Regions from separate parts of the Gossypium hirsutum genome. Here region 1 is linked to region 2. A link is a contact called in public Hi-C data. All regions are on one chromosome and are shown on one strand. Each heading gives the region's core, a stretch centred on a gene start, on an enhancer-like site or on the middle of the called end of the contact. The rest is flanking DNA. Distances are from core to core; before and after follow the strand shown. Region 1 has its middle 4.3 kb from the start of LOC107950869. Region 2 holds the start of LOC107928745 (cytochrome P450 86A1).

What was found. Hi-C and Micro-C count contacts between places; a contact is called where the count stands out from the background.
Region 1: a contact with region 2 is called in a Hi-C map of leaf, with 2.3 times the contacts expected there. The contact joins the enhancer-like site here to the promoter of LOC107928745 in region 2. A contact is called at or near these places in 14 of 34 Hi-C or Micro-C datasets (callus, fibers, leaf and 2 more).

What each region holds. Positions count from the first base shown.
Region 1 is chrD03:45,361,176-45,364,218 of Gossypium_hirsutum_v2.1, reverse strand. No RefSeq gene overlaps it. Among protein-coding and RNA genes, the nearest start is that of LOC107950869, 4.3 kb to the left of the region's middle. Within about 2 kb of position 1,723, at least 1 of the 9 cell types and tissues checked has an H3K27ac peak or open chromatin away from gene starts, as enhancers often do. A contact at or near this core is called in leaf, where this site is marked.
Region 2 is chrD03:45,235,442-45,238,723 of Gossypium_hirsutum_v2.1, reverse strand. It overlaps LOC107928745 (cytochrome P450 86A1), which reads left to right and starts at 1,982. Exons shown (of 1, transcript XM_016860000.2): 1 at 1,982-3,282. The coding sequence starts at 2,199.

The DNA.
Region 1 (3,043 bases), core at 474-2,973, 130 kb before region 2:
TTGACGGTTTCTGATACCACTTGTCATGGGGCTAGACCTTTCGTCTCGCAATTCGTGCGACCTTAGGCGATCCGTTCGTCCAAACTCGCCCAAGTCAGCCTTTACTCAAGTGAGGATTCTTTTAGAACTCCTCCAAGGCACCAAATACAAGAGCGGAAGCGATTTATGCCAAAAGAAGAACAACAAAGAATAACAGAAAGAACGCTCGCAAAGTGTTTGAGTAAATGCTCTCTATTTCTCTTATTCACAAAGAATAATGAAACAATGAATGGAGTGAGTACAACTGAGGGGGAGGCTCTCTATTTATAGTTGAGCTCCCCCAAAACCGACGGTCAAGATACATTTACATCGACGGATGAGATTTAACCATATCCCTTAATTTTAGGGATTTACAAGATAAGCCTTATCAAATCTAATCTAATCTTTACAAGATATGATTCCCTCTATCTTCTAAGATTAGTTGCCATCTCTTCAAATCGGTTTTATACATTATTTGGCACTTAAGTTTGACACTTTTTTCTAATGTATTACTTATGCTATTTTTTTGTCCAATGCGGTATCTGTATTTGACAAAAGTTATACAATTTGGTACCTGAAGGCAACACTACTATTTTTTCTAGTGTTCAATTTAGATTTTAGTGTTAATTTGATGAAAATTCATAATGAGCTAATAATATTAGCAATTAACTTTCATCAAATTAATCTTAAAATCCGAATTAAATCACATTCATCAAACTGTATTTGAAAAATTAAACATAAAATTAAACAAATTCACAATTAACACTAAATTTATTCTATTAACAAAATCATTAAAAATTCAAACCTAATAATATTGCAATTAACTTTCATCAAATCAATCTTAAAACTCGAATTAAACACTAAAAAGTTAGCATTATGAATTTTTAATACCAAACTATATAACTTTTTATCAAATAGAGATACCAAATTGGACAAAAAAAAAAACAACAACAACAACTATTACATTAAAAAAAAGTATCAAACTTTGTTCTTTTCAATGGTATACCAAATGATATATTAAGCAATTTAAATTTAACACAATGGTATACTCGGCCCTATTCAACATATCAAGCTTTGTTCTTTTCAATTTAACTTTTGGGGCTAAAAAGGTAAATTGGATAAAGAGATAAAAGGGATCCAATACTAAATATATAAGAAGTATTAAAGAAAATTCATCATGTATTTCTAACGAATTTTTTTATGATTTAGTTTTCGAGTAGAAAAGAAACAAAGTTTAAGGAACTAGTTACAATAAGGTTGATGAAAGCTTATATTAACCATTGCTCAATGAACATCTTCTTCAAATAAAGATCAAATATGATCAGGTGGGTCTTCAAAAGTCGATAACTTATTAAGACCACTATGAACAACTTTAACCATGTAATCTGCCAGTCTATTATGCTCTTGCGAGACATGCCGAAATTTAAATTGTCAGATTTGTTTGAATAAATCAAATATTAAATGAAGTTCAAAAAATTTATTATCAACCGCATAATCATTCCTAATTATATCAATCAACAATTTCATGCGAATCAAATATCACGTCATTTAAGTGAAATTGTACTTAAAAAGAACTTAAATGATGTGTGATGATGTTATCAATTATAAATCCTTTAATTTAATTTTTAACCTTAGCTTTGTTTAGTTGGAAAATAGTTTTCCTTTGAGACGGAGGGGTTTTGATGTGGGCTTAATGTAGCACAATGCTAAAACGGAGCCCAAAGTATGCCCACCAGCAAACACGATGATCCGTCCCTTGGGCTTAAACTCATCATAAATTTCAGTTTTTGTCCTATTACATTTCAGCAGGTAAAATTAAATTTAGTGAAAGTAACTGTCAAATTCCTCTATTATTAAATGAATCAATTTAATCTTTTTACTACTAAAAAAATCAAATAAAAATTGAGTAATATATACTATTTAAAAATAACATATATTTTTTTTTCATTTATAGTTCAACTTTAAACAAAAAAATTCATTTGTAGGACCAACAAAAACTTCTAAAATTTTAACTCTATTAAGCAATAAATGACATTTTTTTTGAAATAGTAAATATTAACTCTATTAAAATTTGATACCATCCTTATAGTTGAGGCAAGGTGTGTTGAATGAGTTGAGTGGCACTCAGTAGTGCCCACTATAGGCTATCACAGAGGCAATAAAACTCTTGCCTTATTTGAGTTGACAATTTAATGAAGAAAATCTTTAGACCTGTTAATGTAATGTTATATTGAAGATACAATAGTCTATCTATGGAAACCAATCTTTAACTACTGAAGATTAGATTGGATTCAAGTGAATCAATTCAACTCTTGGAATGTAGAGATTTGATCGAGATTGTGTTGCTAATTTTTGAAGATCATATCTTCGATTGGTTATGCTTTGAATGCTAATGTTGTAATAGCTACTTTCAAGGAGTTACTTTGTGTTTACTTAGATTCTCTGTTAGCAAGCTAAGATTGATATATGCTTTGAGGATTGTCTAGATTAAGTATGAGAGCTTATAGAGAGCACTTGAATCTATTTATTGAGGAATTATTTTGTGAAAGAGTGCAAACTAAATTGGAAGCATTAAATGTTTACTGTCCAAGTTCTGGGAGGGGGGGGAGATTTAGAAGTGAGTGTTCTACTTTTCAGGTACAAAGATGAGATCTCTAAACTTGGGAAGTAATAGAGTATGACTCACTTATTGTATTTACAAATAAAAATAGTGGAGTTACTCATTGAGCTAGACTCCGCAAACGTAAGGAAATCGAACTGCATAAACAAATCTATGTAATATTTAATTTTATTTGCACAATTTTCCACCGTGGCTATTATAGTAAAACACTTTCATAAACTGTTTTGAGTTTTAGTAAACAGCAACTATAAGTAGCAACACTCATTCATCAATTAAATTTATATAAAAAATAAATCATTGTAGTGTACTTTTTTTTCTTACTTTCACTTTGTTTTTTCTTGCTCGGGGATTTAGATAAATTCTCCAATTTCTCTCAATTAAGTTATGAAAAAGTAAAATGAAAAA
Region 2 (3,282 bases), core at 733-3,232:
CATAGACAAAAGTTGTGCTAATTTTAATTATGTAAAATAGAGTTATTATTTGAATAAAATTTTAAGCATCTTAATTATCATTTTATTAAATTTAGAGTTAATTATGAAAATTAGTTATTATTTTTAATAATGTTACTTTGCATTAAGTATATAAAGTTCTACAATAAATTATCAGACGAAATAAAATTACTGAAATTTTTTTTATTGGTTCTTCTTAGAGAGAAAAATGCTCTGTTTTGTTTGACCCATGCGTCCAACAAAAACAAGCTATTACACAATTAAAAATTCCAATTAAATTAATATTTTTTACTATTTAAATATTCAAATTAATTAGAAAATATAATTTAATAATTTAAATGATATATTAATTATTTAATTAAATTAAATAGTAATATTAAATGGAGTTAATATAAATTTAATAGAATAAGGATAAAATTTAATAGTAATAAAATTTTGAATCCTAAAATAATAATAATAAATAAACAGATTGCTCCATTGATTATTTAATTGAAGCAGTTGCTTAAGTTCTTTGATCTTGATCAACATATTGAGAGCTTTAAATATCTCTAGGAATTGATCATGCCCGAGCCAACCAGTCAGGTCTGAAGGCCGAAAAATGGGTTGAAATAAAATAATGAGTCACATTTTCTAAACGGACTAGGCCTCACGTAACTTTTTTGGTCTAAATTCAGCCCGACATGAATTTGTAAAAAAATAAAATAAAATAAAATCTCTTGCTTGTTGTTGTTGTTTTCACTACTTTTGCTACTGTTTTGTCACTATATTGGTGTCATTCGCTATTATATTGTTACTATTTTATTTTTATTGTTTGGATATTATATAACTCTTTTTTTTATTGTTAATTTTGTTATTATTTAGAGGTATTTGCTTATTAAGTTGCACCTATCTTAATGTTATTTAAATAGGAAAATTTTTATTTTAACGTTTTTAGTGTATTTGATGTATTATTTTTTTAAACTTGTTTTTAATGTAAAATAATAATATAAAAAATTTAACACGTGTGGGTCAGGCCGGACTCAAATTTTAACATTTTTATTTAGGTCTAGTTTAAGTAAATTTTAGGCTCATTTTTTGGACCAAACTAGACCTAAAAACGAGCCTAAAATTCTATTGAGGCCTGGTCCAAACCTAACCTGACCCATAATCACCTCTAAATCTCTTATGTACGAGAATATATAGTAAAAGGACCCCAAACAAAACAAGAGCATCCCCCCACCCCCAAGAAGATGATGATATGGGGCATTGCAGTAGAAGAAAAAACCCATTTTATGTTTTGTCAATGCAGGTAAACTGTCTCTAACCACTTCTTCTTTCTCATTTTCTTTGGATGAGGATCAGCTTCACTTACAAGCTAAATTAGAGTGTGTAATAGGGTGACCTTAGGAGATTAGCAAGGCCTTCCCTCCCTAAGTATGAAAATATTCATTCCTACTCCGATTACCATGACTAATGTTTTACCTTGATTTCATTGGGTAAAATATTTAAAACCATTTATATCATTGTCATGGTTAACCGAGTTTGTACTTAATGATGGAGTCTGAAATTTTTTTTTTGGACTGAAATTAAATTGTATATTTCGTAAAAAATACAATTTTATCATTTTAATAGCCTATATTTTTATGAGTTTTAAAAGATTAAATCAAATTTTATCATTTTAGGGGAGGGTAAAGCACAATTTTATTATTAATTTAAAATTTTATAAATTATAAAGAATCTAAATTAAAATTTATTATTTTAGGGGATCATGATCCCTAAATCTCTATTATGCACCGTCACTGTGGTGCCATGACAAGAAAACTTGTTATTAAAATAAAATTTGGTTGACAACAAGTACTGTGCTTCATTTCTAGATAACCCATTTCCCCTTTCCTTATAGAAACAAACAAAAAAAAAGTTTAAAATGAGAAGGAAAAAAATTTAGCCAATGAGGGTAGATAAATCAATAGAATAATAGCTAGCAAATGTAAGTCATTGCATGGTTTTCGTGTAAATTCTGTGGCATAAATAAATTCCTATCAACCGAAACAATAAATATTGCCATGAACGAACATTTCCCAACAACTCTTCCTACACCTTTCTAGTTTCATCACTTTAAAAATAACTTCATTTTTATTCATCCCTCTCATAAAACAATCTCAACTTCAACTGTGTCTACTTCCAATACTGTTAATAGCAGTATGGAAACCCTTCCATTTGTCTTCAGCTTAGCTGCTGCAATATTTGCTTATGCACTTTGGTTCCATATCCTAGCCAGGAGGTTAACCGGTCCGAGAGTGTGGCCTCTAGTCGGTAGCCTACCATCTCTTTTCGAGAACCGGAGGCGGATCCATGATTGGATGGCTAGTAACCTTCGAGCAACTGGTGGCTTAGCCACGTATCAAACATGTACTATTGCTCTTCCTTTCTTGGCTTGGAAGCAAGGGCTCTATACTGTCACTTGTCACCCTAAAAACATTGAGCATATCCTCAAGACAAGGTTCGATAACTACCCAAAAGGGCCCAATTGGCAAGCTGCATTTCATGATCTTTTGGGGCAAGGGATCTTCAATAGTGATGGAGAGACATGGCTCATACAAAGGAAAACAGCAGCTCTTGAGTTCACAACCCGGACGCTCAGGCAAGCCATGGCTCGTTGGGTGAACCGGACCATCAAGGATCGGTTATGGCATATTTTGGATAGAGCATCCATTGAGAAGAAATCAGTGGACTTGCAGGACTTGTTGCTTCGGTTAACGTTTGACAATATTTGTGGCCTTACCTTTGGTAAGGACCCCAAAACACTCTCTCCTGAGTTACCTGAGAACTCATTTGCTGTTGCTTTCGATACAGCCACAGAAGCAACTCTCTATAGGTTTTTATACCCTGGTCTTCTATGGAGATTGGAGAAGATTTTGGGGATTGGAGTGGAGAAAAGATTGAAGCGTAGCCTCCAAATTGTCGAGAACTACATGAACGATGCCGTTGAAGCAAGAAAGGAAGCTCCATCAGATGATCTACTGTCCCGTTTTATGAAGAAGAGAGATGCTGAGGGCAACCTCTGTACAAGTGATGTTCTCCAACACATTGCTCTAAACTTCGTCCTGGCCGGTAGGGACACCTCTTCCGTGGCCCTCAGCTGGTTCTTCTGGCTCGTCATGAACCATCTGGAGATTGAGCAAAAGATCATCGACGAAATATCAACAGTTCTCCAGGAGTCACGTGGTGAAGATTGCAAGAAATGGCTTAAAGAGCCTCTGGTGTTCGATGAAGCAGACAAATTGA